2 separate regions of the Hordeum vulgare genome follow, and region 2 is linked to region 1. The links are chromatin contacts, called in public Hi-C maps. All regions are on one chromosome and are shown on one strand. The core of a region is the stretch at or near the end of the contact, and the rest is flanking DNA. Distances in the headings are between cores, read along the strand shown. Region 1 holds the start of LOC123439444 (hexose carrier protein HEX6-like). Region 2 holds the start of LOC123439514.

Evidence for each region. Hi-C and Micro-C count contacts between places; a contact is called where the count stands out from the background.
Region 2: a contact with region 1 is called in a Hi-C map of leaf, with 6 times the contacts expected there. The contact joins the promoter of LOC123439514 here to the promoter of LOC123439444 in region 1. A contact is called at or near these places in 4 of 6 Hi-C or Micro-C datasets (leaf and seedling).

What each region holds. Positions count from the first base shown.
Region 1 is chr1H:387,042,265-387,048,712 of MorexV3_pseudomolecules_assembly, reverse strand. It overlaps LOC123439444 (hexose carrier protein HEX6-like), which reads left to right and starts at 4,140. Exons shown (of 3, transcript XM_045116157.1): 1 at 4,140-4,496; 2 at 4,934-5,253; 3 at 5,721-6,448. The coding sequence starts at 4,358. It overlaps LOC123439454 (O-fucosyltransferase 30), which reads right to left and starts at 4,034. Exons shown (of 2, transcript XM_045116166.1): 1 at 3,518-4,034; 2 at 1,731-3,106. The coding sequence starts at 3,960. The coding sequence ends at 2,041.
Region 2 is chr1H:387,265,892-387,273,150 of MorexV3_pseudomolecules_assembly, reverse strand. LOC123439514 reads right to left here and starts at 5,742. Exons shown (of 3, transcript XM_045116226.1): 1 at 5,477-5,742; 2 at 3,106-4,406. The coding sequence starts at 4,193. The coding sequence ends at 3,255. It overlaps LOC123439484 (8-amino-7-oxononanoate synthase), which reads left to right and starts at 5,836. Exons shown (of 10, transcript XM_045116206.1): 1 at 5,836-6,090; 2 at 6,394-6,506; 3 at 6,603-6,710; 4 at 6,792-7,030; 5 at 7,132-7,173. The coding sequence starts at 5,895.

The DNA.
Region 1 (6,448 bases), core at 2,891-5,390:
ATTTGTAGTCTCCTATTCACCCCCTCTAGTCGATTGTATCGATGCTTTCAGTAACGAGTTTAAGCCCAAGATAAACGAGTTTTTTCTTTATCCCAATCTTATTTAAATCGGGTTTGAGCTTAATAAATCCAAAGCCAAGTGAGTAGGTTGTCTTCGTGAAAACTAGGTGGTACAAATAGGTGCATAGATTGTCACCCGCTTAACTAGAAATTATGCATCTTTAATTATTGTTTGCTACTATAATTAAAGTTTTGTTCAAGCATCCTACTAAAGGAAATATTGAACACCCCATTGTTTCATCATGGTCCACTTCCTCCATGGCTTGCTTCCTAGTACTTCATTTTTATTATTCTTTTCCCCAAACAAACACATTTCTCTCTCTCCATGGATACTCTCTGTTTTTCTATGTCCCCCACTTCGAGCCACACAAACAAGCTCTCTTCCTCCCTTCCTTTCCCCTTACCCCCTCATTCTCTCTCTACCCTTCCACCGCGTCCTCCCTAGTCCATACACCTTGGACGACCTCAAACTCCAAAGAGGAACACACCGTCATCTGATAAGCTATATTTGTAAGGGCCTCACTACTTCCTCAGCTTTCTCTTGATGCAATCATGGATGTGAACACCAACGACCTCATGAGCCCCGGCAAGCCTCCATGGGCGATTAGCACAAGGAGCCCCTCATCAACGTCGACAAGGAGGGGCTCCGACATCAGGATTCATACTTTCACTGGCGAGCTCTTATGCCCCCTCGCCTTCTATAGATGTGGACACTGATGCACTAACAAGCATGTTTAACATCTTAAAATAAGAAAGGTAATGGGACCACTTTTCAAGACGTTTATAGAACTTTATTGCAATATTTTGTCCCTGGAATATGTTAGCTTGTGATGTGCAAGACAAGGCAACACATATTGTAACACTTCAATTTTAATGCAATTTTAATGCAACATTGTATTTTTCAAAGATCGTTGCATGTTGCGTGGAGGTTTCTTTTAATTACTTTGCTAAAGTATATTTGATGTTGCACTTGGTTGTTGTATAATATTTATTCACAAAGCTTATTAAAATTATAGCCGTATGCGCGTCTTAAATGTTGCACCAGAGTATCCATTGTTGTTGTCGTAATGCTTTGGGATTTTTGCATCCTTAGTGTGGTAAAGGAGGCAATATGCGAGTAATTGGTGATATGGAGGAGAGGAAGATGGTATATTAAGGTTCAGACGGATGGCAAGGGCACATCTAAAAAAGTGCAAATTAGCAATTGCAGAGTGAGATGGGATCGACCATGCGGAATTAGCAATGTGTAAGGCCTTGTTCGGTTGCATAGGGTTTGAGGGGGTTGAAGGGAATTGTGAGGGATTAAATCCCCTGTAAGTCAAATTCCTTCCCAATTCCCTTCAAACCTCTCCAATCCCCTTGTGAAAGGGATTAAACGAACAAGCCCTAAGGAAAGTGGGTCAGCGAAGGGAAATTTGTTTGATCAGACAGTTAAGCAGCCACCCGATCCTGCCGATCCGATGCCTGACCGCGTATACAAGTATTCACATTTAGATATGTATATGTCCAGAATATTCTTTATGGTGATCGATAGGAACCCAAGCCTACACAGATGAAGATCTTAGCAAAAAGAGGATCGAGATTAACTCATTTTCAAGAAAAGAAAAAACAAGTGTTGCGATTTGATCAACAGTCAAGATATACTAGTGTATGAAAATGTGAGACGGAGAATCAAAAGGTAGAAGTTTCTATTGATAGAAATAACTCACTAGCAAACGATCAATCTCTAGCTAAGCCAAGCTTCTGGGACTACCACAGCTTATTTATCACTGTAAGTTGTGCATTACAGTGCAGTTAGATATACACAAATAGTTAGAATTTTTCATTCATCTCCGTGAAATCTGTTTGATTCCAACAGTCGTTTCTCAGTCTAAAGTCTGCAATGATTCAGCTCTCTGTAGTGCAACAGCCCCCACTGAAATTAACTCGTTAAATAGCATCGGTTAGTTTTCTGGCAGCTTGCGCAAATGATGTAGTTCTCCTACAATTTGCAGACATTGTTCTTCCTCATTGTTTCTATGCTTCCTGCTATGGTTGATCCAACAGTCCCCACAAATCCAAGTGATGCACAGCTGCAAACAGATTCTTCGATATATAATAAAATTTCCGGCAGTTGAACTGAATCACAATCTTTGTTCGTGTTTCCTCTGATCTTTGGAAGGAATCCAGACCTTATGCCATGTTCAGCAGCCATAAGCTTCTCGGCAGTCTGTAGAACATCATTTTCCTTCAGGGTGTACAGTTGATATCTCACATCTTTTGCAATATCTGCGAGATAGGTTTTCGTCCAGTTTGCTGGGGGGAGATCAGTCATGAGGAAAATTTGAACAGGACCACTGTTCTTGTTTGTCTTCATTTCCACCTCAAGAGATTTCAGCTTCTCCTTAAGGGCAGAAAAGGTAGATTTCCAGTGATTCTTAAACTGGCCATCTAACAATCTTAGTTGTGCACAAAGAAAAGGCTCCTTAATCTTGCTCTTAGCAAGCTCCTTCCCCGCAGCCATGATCTCTGGGACAAAAGGAAGGAACTCAATTTTCTCAAGTAGATTCTGTAATCTATGATCCTTTGGTGATTCATGGATATCAAAATAAGACTCTGATCCCTTGTATGGTGCTGAAAAAAGTGTCCCAAAGGCCAACAAGGTAGCATCCTCAGCTTTATTACCAGGCCCTAAACTCTTGTATATATCTTTACGCCTCCTAACATATGATATCTTCTTCTTCCTTTTTAACTCTTCATCAGGTTGAAACGAATCCAGTGCTCTATCATTATTCTCCTGATATGTCCAGACTGTGGTTCTACAATCATCCTGAACAGGGTACACACAACCACTACTTTCACTGCCTTCTAAACCAGACAGCAAAGACCGGCATCTATCATAGTCACTTGGCAATGATCCACCGCCAGAAACAGCACAGCACAACCCAGCAAAGCAAGTTTTCCGCATATCTACACCGCACCATAATGAAACAAACACCCTGAAATCAATTGTCTTAACCAAAGGCTTCAGTGGGGACAGATCAACTATGTCACCCATCGAAACATACCTGAAACGTAAAAATTCAGAATGAAGACTTGATTCTCATGATGTTATTCCAAATCCATAATGAACATGGAAGCCCATTGTGAACACTGCAAGCTAGAAAAATTATATCATTATTGTGCTAATTAGTAGAGTGAGTACTCCGCAGTGTAAGTGTGTAACAACCACATTACATCTCTATATCCAGATTTCTCTTGGCAGCAATCTCACCGTACTGGAGTCTCCATCAATTAGGATCAGTGTGATTCCAAATCATGAAGATTGCCTAGCATTCTTACATTTTTGGTGTTTGCATTGTTAACATTCTAATGAAGCTTTAATACCTCGCAACATGATTGATTACTAAAGCCCATCATTCCAAAGAATCAGTAAACCGAGCAGACGCAACGCAGAGAAGGTGTGGTGTGGCCTTTACCTCTGCTCCCGGAGGAGCTGCATGGCGTGGTCCCAGACGGCGGCTCGGAGGTCGGAGGGTTCGGCGACCCTGAACTTTGGGCAGCTCCCGAGGGCGACGGCGTGGTGGTCGAGCACGGGGGGCACGACGAGGGTGCGGTTGAGCAGCGCGGCCGCAACCGCAGCGTTCCGCAGCTCGCCCACCTGGTTGCTGAACCCGCTGTGCGGTGCGTACCAGAGGAACCTCTCTCCCTGCAGCTCCGCGGAGCGCCCACACCTCGGGGTGCCGCCGTCACTGCCGGGCGCGGAGGCGGAGAAGGGGAGTAGGGAGCGGAGCAGGGAGGAGTAGGAGGAGGAGAGCAGGAGGGATGCCGGGAGGAGGAGGAACAAGACGGCCACAAGTAGCCGCACGTTCGACCGCGCGCTCCGCCTGCGCCACCGGCCGCGGCTCGCCGGCAGGTCCATCTCGCCGGCGGCCACCGGCAGATCGGATCTTACGGTTGCATCCGATACGAAGTGAGTAACTCTAATGGGTTAGAACTACAGAGTCCATGGGCTCAATTGGACAAGTTAAGCCCAATTTACTTGGGCCCACTGCTCATAGTATCATTTCCAGCCGCAACAAAATCAGAATACCTCCTCAAAAAAAAAAAGAATCCCAGAATCCACAGGGCCGTCGACGGGTGGGACCCCAGAGGTAGTCAAAGGTGTCAGTCAATCTCGCCGGCGACGTGCGGCCGTTTCTCCGCCGGTGGGCGCACGTCAGCAATCCATCCGCCGATAAATTTCTATATCCTCTTTCCCTCCCTCCCTCTCTCCCGCGACACGACACTCTGCCCTTGGACTAGGTGGGCAGGGAGTGATGGCGATAGGGGCGTTCGTGGACGCGCCGGCCGCCGGCTCCGGAGAGTACAGCGGCCGGGTGACGCCGTTCGTGGTGCTGACCTGCATCGTCGCCGGCAGCGGCGGCATCCTCTTCGGCTACGACCTCGGCATCTCCGGTCCGCCTATCTTCCTCACTCCTTTCTAGAGTAGATTGTTAACTCTTTTGGGCTCAACAGAAAGGAATATGAGAACTGAAAGTTGGAAGCTTGACTTGGAAGGAGTTAAAATGGCATTCATGGCTTACTTGCGGTGCATTCATGGCTTCCGTGCCTCGTGGTGGTGCAGATTTTCTCTTCCATTATTGGGACACAAAATCTGATGAGTTCAGGGTGCTTTCCTCTGTTCCATTTTCCTTCAGATCAAGATGATCTAGGTCTAGACTTTTTTGAGGGATTATAGAAAAAGAAAAAAAATGATGCGTTCCATCATTCCATTATTGGGCAATGGATTCGGTGAACATTACGCAATGAACTTAGTTCGACATATGCATTCCATTCCCATTCCCACCCCAAATTCCCTGAAACTGAATGCATGCGGTTCTGAAATCTTCTAGGCGGTGTCACCTCCATGGACTCATTTCTGAAGACGTTCTTCCCGGAGGTGTACCGCCGCAAGCAGGACAGCAATGTCAGCAACTACTGCCAGTTCGACAGCGAGCTCCTCACCGTCTTCACCTCCTCCCTCTATATCGCCGGCCTCATCGCGACGCTGTTCGCGTCGTCTGTCACGAGGAGGTTTGGCCGCCGTGCGTCCATGCTGATCGGTGGAACCGTCTTTATCGCCGGCTCGGCGTTCGGGGGAGCAGCCGTGAACGTGCCCATGCTTCTCCTCAACCGGATCCTGCTGGGAATAGGCCTGGGGTTCACTAACCAGGTAACTCTCTCTGCTGCAATTCAAGCTAATGATCTTTTAAGTCAGTGTGTAACATGTAGTTCAGGAGATTAAAAAAAACTGTAGCACAGTGAAATTTCTTCAGGCATTTGTAGATTTCTAATAGAAAGATCATCCTCCCGGACCCTGCATCAATCCACAAATCTTGTGCGGCTGTGTGGAGCTGTAGAAGCAGTGACACAAGGATTGTGTACAGACATAAGAATCCTGTATATGTAATTTGTCCCAACCTCCAAGTTGATGACAATAGATAGCTACATGCTTGCAATGACAATTTACATGTCTGTCTCCCAAATCCAAAGAATCATTGCATTGACTACCCAATAGGTCGTGTTATCTTGTAGCAAGTGCATATGATGTTTCAGAATAATATTTTACTTTCTCCAAAAAGGACATTGTGAAGTACACTAAATACCTTACTGTGGTTACTGTTAAATTTATTTTTTCAGTCGATCCCATTGTACCTGTCAGAAATGGCGCCACCCCAGTACCGCGGTGCGATCAACAATGGGTTCGAGCTCAGCATCAGCATCGGCATTCTCATTGCAAACATCCTCAACTACTGTGTGGTGAAACTCACGGCAGGATGGGGCTGGAGGATATCCCTATCCATGGCCGCAGTCCCTGCTGCATTCCTGACCATCGGTGCAATCTTCCTCCCTGAGACGCCAAGCTTCATAATCCAGCGGGACGGCGACACCGACAAGGCGAGAGCCCTGCTCCAGAAGCTGCGTGGAACCACCTCTGTGCAGAATGAGCTAGACGACCTGTTCTCTGCTAGCAACCTCTCAAGGGCAGCCATATATCCATTCAGAGACATATTCAAGAGGAAGTACAGGCCACAGCTCGCCATGGTGCTCCTGATCCCTTTCTTCAACCAGCTCACCGGGATCAATGTGATGAACTTCTATGCCCCGGTGATGTTCCGGACAATCGGTCTCAAGGAGAGCGCCTCCCTCCTGTCGTCGGTGGTCACGCGTCTCTGCGCGACATTTGCTAACATCGTAGCGATGTTGGTGGTCGACAGGTTTGGGCGCAGGAAGCTCTTCCTCGTAGGAGGGATCCAGATGATCTTGTCGCAGCTCGCTGTCGGCGCCATCCTAGCTGCAAAGTTCAAGGACTCTGGTTTGATGGATAAGGACTATGCTTTCCTTGTGTTGATCACCATGTGCGTGTT
Region 2 (7,259 bases), core at 4,493-6,992, 220 kb before region 1:
CCTTGCGATTCGACAGACAATCTGAATAGCCACTTGCTAAGCAGACATCTGTTCTTGACCTCTAAATTTTCAATCCCCAAACCTCCCTGATCCTTGGGTCTACAAATAATATCCCATCTAGCCAGTCTATATTTAGTCTTGACCTCGTCGCTCTGCCAGAAAAATCTAGATCGAAAGAAATCCAACCTTTTCCGCACCCCAACAGACACTTGGAAAAAGGATAGTAGAAACATTGGCATACTTGTCAACACTGAGTTAACAAGAACCAATCGTCCTCCGTAGGATAATAGCTTGCCCTTTCAGCAGCTTAATTTTTTCTCAAAACGATCTTCGATACATCTCCACTCCTTGATGGTCAACTTTCGGTAATGAATTGGGATTCCTAAATATGAGAACGGTAACGTACCGCCCTGACATCCAAAAAGTTGGTAGTACGTTAGCTGTTCTGCTTGTGCATCCCCAAAGCAGAAAAGCTCACTTTTGTGGAAATTTATCTTCAACCCAGATAGCTGTTCAAATAAGCATAATATGAGTTTCAAGTTTCTGGCCTTTTTGAGATCATGATCCATGAAAAGGATCGTGTCGTCCGCATACTGTAGGATCGAGACTCCCCCATCAACTAGATGAGGTACAAGCCCTCCCACCAAGTCTTTGTCATTTGCCCTCCTTATCATCAGCGCCAACATATCAGCAACAATGTTAAATAAAATAGGTGACATAGGGTCTCCTTGCCTAAGTCCCTTAAGTGTCTGAAAGAAATGACCGACATCATCATTAACTTTAACACCGACACTTCCTTTTTTTATAAAACAATCTACATGTTTGCGCCAAATTTCACCGAACCCTTTCATACGTAGAGTTTGTTGTAGGAAAGACCATTTGACTTTGTCATATGCCTTTTCGAAATCTACCTTAAATAAAACTCCATTGAGTTTCTTGGAGTGTAGCTCATGAAGGACCTCATGCAGTACGACAACCCCTTCAAGGATATTCCTACCAGGCATAAAAGCTGTCTGCGAAGATTGCACGACCGAATGTGCCATCTTAGTTAGCCTATCCGTTCCCACCTTTGTGAAAATTTTAAAGCTAACATTGAGCAGACATATGGGACGGAATTGTTCAATTCTGGAAGCGCCCTCTTTCTTCGGTAATAGCGTAATCGTACCGAAATTTAGATGAAAGAGTTGAAGGTGGCCAGAATACAGATCATTGAACATAGACACAAGATCCGCCTTAATAATATGCCAACATCGTTTATAAAACTCAGCCGGAAACCCGTCTGGACCAGGAGCTTTACCATTTTTCATACCCTGAATTGCCTGAAACACCTCTTTCTCTAGAAATGGTACGGAGAGACTCTCATTGTCGGCCTGTCCAACTTGAGGAATATCCGCAGTCTGATGCTCGTCCATAGACACAAAGCTATGTCCTGGAGCACCAAACAACCGTTTATAATAATTTGTGATATAAAGTTTTAGGTTCTCATGCCCTACTATGGTCCCCTCATCTTGCTCGAGTTGTACGATTCTCTTTTTCCTATGTTTGCCATTTGCAATCAAGTGGAAAAACTTTGTGTTGTTGTCCCCCTGGACAATTGCCCTAACCTTGGCTCTGACAGCCCATTTCATTTCCTCCTCCCTGAGGAGAACACGCACCCTCTGTTCGGCCTCATTTTTTGACAACCTTTCATGCTCATCCAACATGTCGGTCTCAGCCTTCCGATCCAGGGCATCTATAAAGTGAAGCAGTCGGTCTTGCTCATCTTTATACTGTCCGAACACATTCTTAGCCCAACCTCTCAGGAATTGTCTAAGGTGTCGGATTTTGCGTTGCCAGATGTCGACACTAGATGTCCCATCCGTATGTTTGTTCCATTCTCTAGCAATAATATCTAAAAAACCCTCACGGGTGAACCAACTAGCCTCAAAGGAGAAAGCATCTTTTTTTCCTTTGTGAGTGGCATTTCCAGAGTCTAACAATAGTGGAGTATGGTCAGATATAGCCCTCTGCATAGCACAAACCGTGATCAAAGGGAACTTCTGCTCCCAGTCAACACTCGTTAATACTCTATCCAATTTTTCAAAAGTCTGGTTATGTAGAGAATTGGCCCAAGTATATTTTCTACCGGAGAGTTCAATCTCCCGTAGATTCTATAATCGTATTAAACATAAAAGGCCATCTACCATCGAAATTATCATTGCTTTTCTCATCAGCTCTCCCGATGATATTGAAATCCCCACCCACCACAAGTGGTAGATTTTCATCGCAAATTCTAACCAGATCAGCCAAGAAAGCTGGTTTATGCTCCGCTTGAGCGGCACCATAAACCGCTACTAGAGCCCATTGAAACCCATCTTCCTTGTTCCTAATTCTAAATTTTACCGTGAAGTCACCTAATATAACTTCTCGCAGTTGAAGTGTATTGCATCTAACCCCAAGTAAGATCCCTCCAGACCTTCCTCTTGGAGGAAGACAGTGCCATTCAAAATCCACTCCTCCGGAAAGGGAGTTGAGAAAATGTGATGTGAAGTTGTCCCGCCCCGTCTCCATCAACGCGATGAAGTCAAGACTATGCTGTAACGTTGATTCTGCAAGGAACCTAATTTTAGCCAAGTCTCTCAGACCTCTGCTATTCCAAAAAAGTCCTTTCATATTTCATCATAAAAAATTTTAGCAGTCCTGAATCTAGCACTCCTACGAACAGCCGAAACTGGATAAACTCTTCGCCTCTTTGGCTTATCCGAAGCATACTCCTGGTCCATATAACCATGAATATCTTTGGCCGTATCAGTAAGATGCGAATTAGTAATATTGGAATCATCAAACGCTACATGCGACTGGTTAGACTCCTCCTCAGGGACTAAGTTTTGACATAATAAATTTAATCCCCCATAGTTGATATCTCCTTATCATTCATAGGTCGAACCACCGCTAAGTTTCGAATAATATCCAAAGCCCTATCAACTTCTAAGTCTAATAAGTCATTGATGGATTTTGAAACTTGTTGGCTAGTCTCACCCAAAGTCACCCCCACTGCCTTCGCATTATCTAGAATCTCTTGCGGAGTAAAATGAAGAATAGAGTGTTCAGTATTAAAAGTCATACCTATTGAATTTTGAAACTCCTTCATTTTGGCCATATGCATCGCCCGTCCAATCTGCAAGTCATCCACATCTGCTTGAGACTGAACCCGTTGACTAGATCGTCTTTCCAGACCCATCGGTTTGGGAACACCTCCGAATGCTATGACATCATCAACCGAGATCGGTCCAGACTCTGGTGCAACGGCAGTAGGTACTTCGGTTCCCGCCATGGGCGTACCCTCCGTAAAGACATCCACCACGTCGTCGGGCTGAGCAGCAACAAGGGCTGCACCTGCCACTCCTGGCCAGCGCGTCGACAGGAACAACCTGGGCCGCCGCTGGAGCATGCTGAGGTACAGCAGCAACGCAGCCCTCCCCAGCATTAAAAACCTCATGCATGGCCAAATTGGGAATTGTCTCGACAGCTCGTGCGGTAGCCACCGCACCGCCGCAGGCCAGCGCCGCATCCTCAACATGAGTCGGTTCATGTACTGATGCTCCTCCCAAACTTGCAACCGAAGCTGGCAGTTCAAACGCTGGTACAACACCGCATTGCAGACCCTGATGTGCCGACTCCTCGACCCCTGCAGGGGCAGCTGCATGTCCAATTAAGGCTGCTGCTTTGTCCGCAAGCAGCTGCGAACACTGCGACAAATCGGCAACCTGCGGCTGTCCGGTTGGGTGACCGAGCCCATCAGCAGTGCATACCTCCATAAGTCCAGCGCTAGCCGACGTAACAGGTGCACCAAGCACAATAGGAAGCGTCGTCGACGTAGCCTTAGCTCCGACCAGATACTCCTCCAACGACAGCGGTTTCAGCGCAGAGTTAGACTGCACGCTTCCCTTGAAATTGTTGGAAGTCTTCCCCGCAAATCTCGGCAGTCTAGGCGACTCCGCCCAAGAACCAAATTTTGCCGGCGCGGAGGCGGGATCAAAAGCACCAAACCGCAAATCCCTGTGCACAATAGTGTTGTTTGGACCAGTATCATTACCAGGATGAGGCTGGTTTTGCTGTGGAGTAGCAGTGTGTTTAGGGAAATCATTGGAACCTGAGTCTTTTGACCCCTCTGCATTATCTTTGGAACCACTGGCATCATCACCATCAGTCATATGAGTATCTTTATCAGAGTCAGGGACATCAAAAAGTGTAGGACTCTCAATCTCCAATTAGAGGGTGTATCTCATCCCTTCAAAGGTCCAAACAACCTCATCTGGAACTAGTTCAATATCTAGGACACTAACCAGCATCCTGGCAACACCTTTGGCTTTAGCATAAACCATATCCACCTCTTCAGTTTTACCAATAAGCGAGATGAAGCCATTCTGTAACAGAAACATTAAGAAAACTCACCGACAGGGGGCATTCAAACAATTTTTGGCATCTAAATCTAAAATTGAGAAAAGCTCTGCCTAAAATTACGAGCAAGCCCTATGTAAAAGCAGAATAAAGTCAACGTTTTCATGACTGTATATAAGTAGATGGCACGCAAACTATATATCCACACAGTACAGCAGCACGACAAGAACAGTAACAACTGGGGCAAAAAAATCATGACGTGACACCAAACATCTTTTTCCTGCGAACCAGCTCTTATATTGGCTGGCCGCATAACAGAGAGCCTGAACAAGAACACGTAATGTATATAAATTTTTTTTTTGAATTTTCAATGTATATAAACTGCCAATTAAAATATCAAAAGCACACAGTCACGTGCAAATTCGTAAACACAAGTATTCATAATTTCCACATCCTTCAACCTTTATGAAATATGCTGTTCGAATTCCCCCGTGAAAACTTACAGATTTTCAGAAAAATAACAACAGTTCTGAACTAAGCAACAAGAAGTAGACAATCCAAAGACAGATTACTGCATACCCAGTGACAAACTGGCAGCTGACAAGAGCTAAGAATCATTCTCAAATCCCAAGCTCGTGGCTCAAAGAAAAGCAATCATCGCACTAGAAAAGACAGGAATCCATCAATGTGTTTGCCAAAATAAAATTAGCCGGTAAGGACAGTCACAGTTCTCCCATCTGAAGTAAACAAGCATGCCACAAACATGTCCTATTCCAGGTCCACACAAAGTATCAAAGAACCATGTAAAACCAGGCAATGGCACGAACTATTTCGCCTCGATCGTGCTCAAAATAAAGGGGCTGAACTGAAACCCTACAAAGCGAGAGCAGCAGTATGCCATCACCAGTTCATCAAAAAATCAGGCACGAAAAACATCGGAAAGCTAGGCTGGAACACCACGCGCGAGTATAATAGACGGATCCGGCATAACTGTGACAGGACATAGCAGAAACCATGCATAAACAAGCGTGCAGACGAGGAACTTCGTGTCTGAGATCGGGAGAGGAGGAGTCGGGAGGGCGAGAGGGAGGCGCACCTACACGTGACGCTAGCAACCGCCGATCAGAACCGCCGTCCTTCTGCGAGAGGAACGCTCGAGTCGCCGGAGTGGAGAGCTGGTGGTGGTGGAGGCGGTCTCTTTTTTTCGAGGGAGAGCTCGAGGCGGCTTGCCCGAGAAAGAACGACGACTGTTTTTTCAGGGAAACTGAGACCCCGATGAGCGTCATCACGCAGCCGAGTACAACACAATCGGCTCGGCTGTCGCCCTGCGGCCCAATAAAGTCTCGGGCCGCCTCCTCGTAACTTGGGCCGACCCTCATTGAGCAGGCTGACGTGCCGCTGGTCGCTGAAGCGTGGGCCAACCGCTCTGTCACGTGACCTTTCTCCGTGTCCGCGCCTCGTCCTCTCCGCCCCACCACCAGCGAGGAGGAAGTGGCGGCCGCCTGTTGGACGGAATGGCGCAATGGGACGCGCTCGTGGACGCCGCGCTCGGCGAGCTGGCGTCCAAGAGCCTCCTGCGTGCCACGCGCCCCATCTCCCTGGCGCCGCCGCTCGCGCCGCCGGAGACCTTCCCAGGCCCCGGGCCGTGGGACCGCGCCGCCGTCGAGATCCGCCTCGACCGCGCCACCCTCCACCAGTGGCTCGCTGAAGGTCCGCAGCAGCGTCAATATCCCACGCTTGCTCGTAATAATACCCCAGACAATTCCGCTTAATTCCTTTTGCGTGTTGCTTGCTGCCTTCCTTGCTGTGTGACTGTCCCTGTTAGGCTGTTAGCTGTCAGGTTAGGATATGGTTTACTGCCTTGCTGTGTGACTGTGTCCCTGTTAGGCTGTTAGCTGTCAGAACAAGCTGCAGAGTTTGTTCGTGCTCATTGTTTTGCGATCATAGTTAACTTCGAAGATTTACTAGTAGTTGGTTCACTACATGGATTGTTCACGGGCATGTTTGGTTTAGGTGGCGAGGCCAGTGGCCAGGAAGAGGAGCTGGGTGAGAAGCTCATTCTTTTCTCCGGGAATGACTACATGGGACTCAGCTCGCATCCGGCAGTCCGTGAGGCCGCAGCGAAGGTGTGCAAGTTCTGTGCCCGTTGCGATTGTTAGGTCTGTAGAGTACTCTGAATCGAAGAGTCTCTGCTTGAGCTAACGATTGGGTGCGTTTGCTAGGCAGCTCAAGAGTACGGCATGGGCCCTAGAGGCTCCGCGTTGATTTGTGGGTATACTACTTATCACAAGTTGGTGGAGGAATCATTGGCAGAGTTGAAGAAAAAAGAGGTCTAGTGGCATAGAGTTTTGAGTTCAAGTAGCCATTGCTTCACAAGTTTTGCATCCTCACGTTAGAGTTTTTTTTTACAGGATTGCCTTCTCTGCCCCACCGGATTTTCTGCCAATATGGCTGTGATGACTGCTCTGGGAAGTATCAGCTCTCTTTTGGCGGTTGGCAGGAAACCCGCAAAGGACGAGAGAATTGCTATTTTTTCGGATGCTCTGAATCATGCTTCGATCATCGATGGGATTCGCCTTATTGAGCGTCAGCAAGAAGCTGTAGTGTTTGTCTACAAGCACTGTGACATGTCTCATCTTGATTTCCTCCTGTATGTTTTTCACTTCTCAGTCATAATATGATTATTGCATAATATGCCATATGTAACCATGAACTAAGATAGCTACAAATACAATATCATTGTCCATGCAGGTCCAGTTGCTCAATAGAAAAGAAAGTTGTTGTCACAGACAGGCAAGTTTTTTCTCGGATTTAATTTCCTCGCCGAAGAAGTACATTTATGTTTGTGTGAAGTAGTAGAGGCATGCTCGAGGCATGCA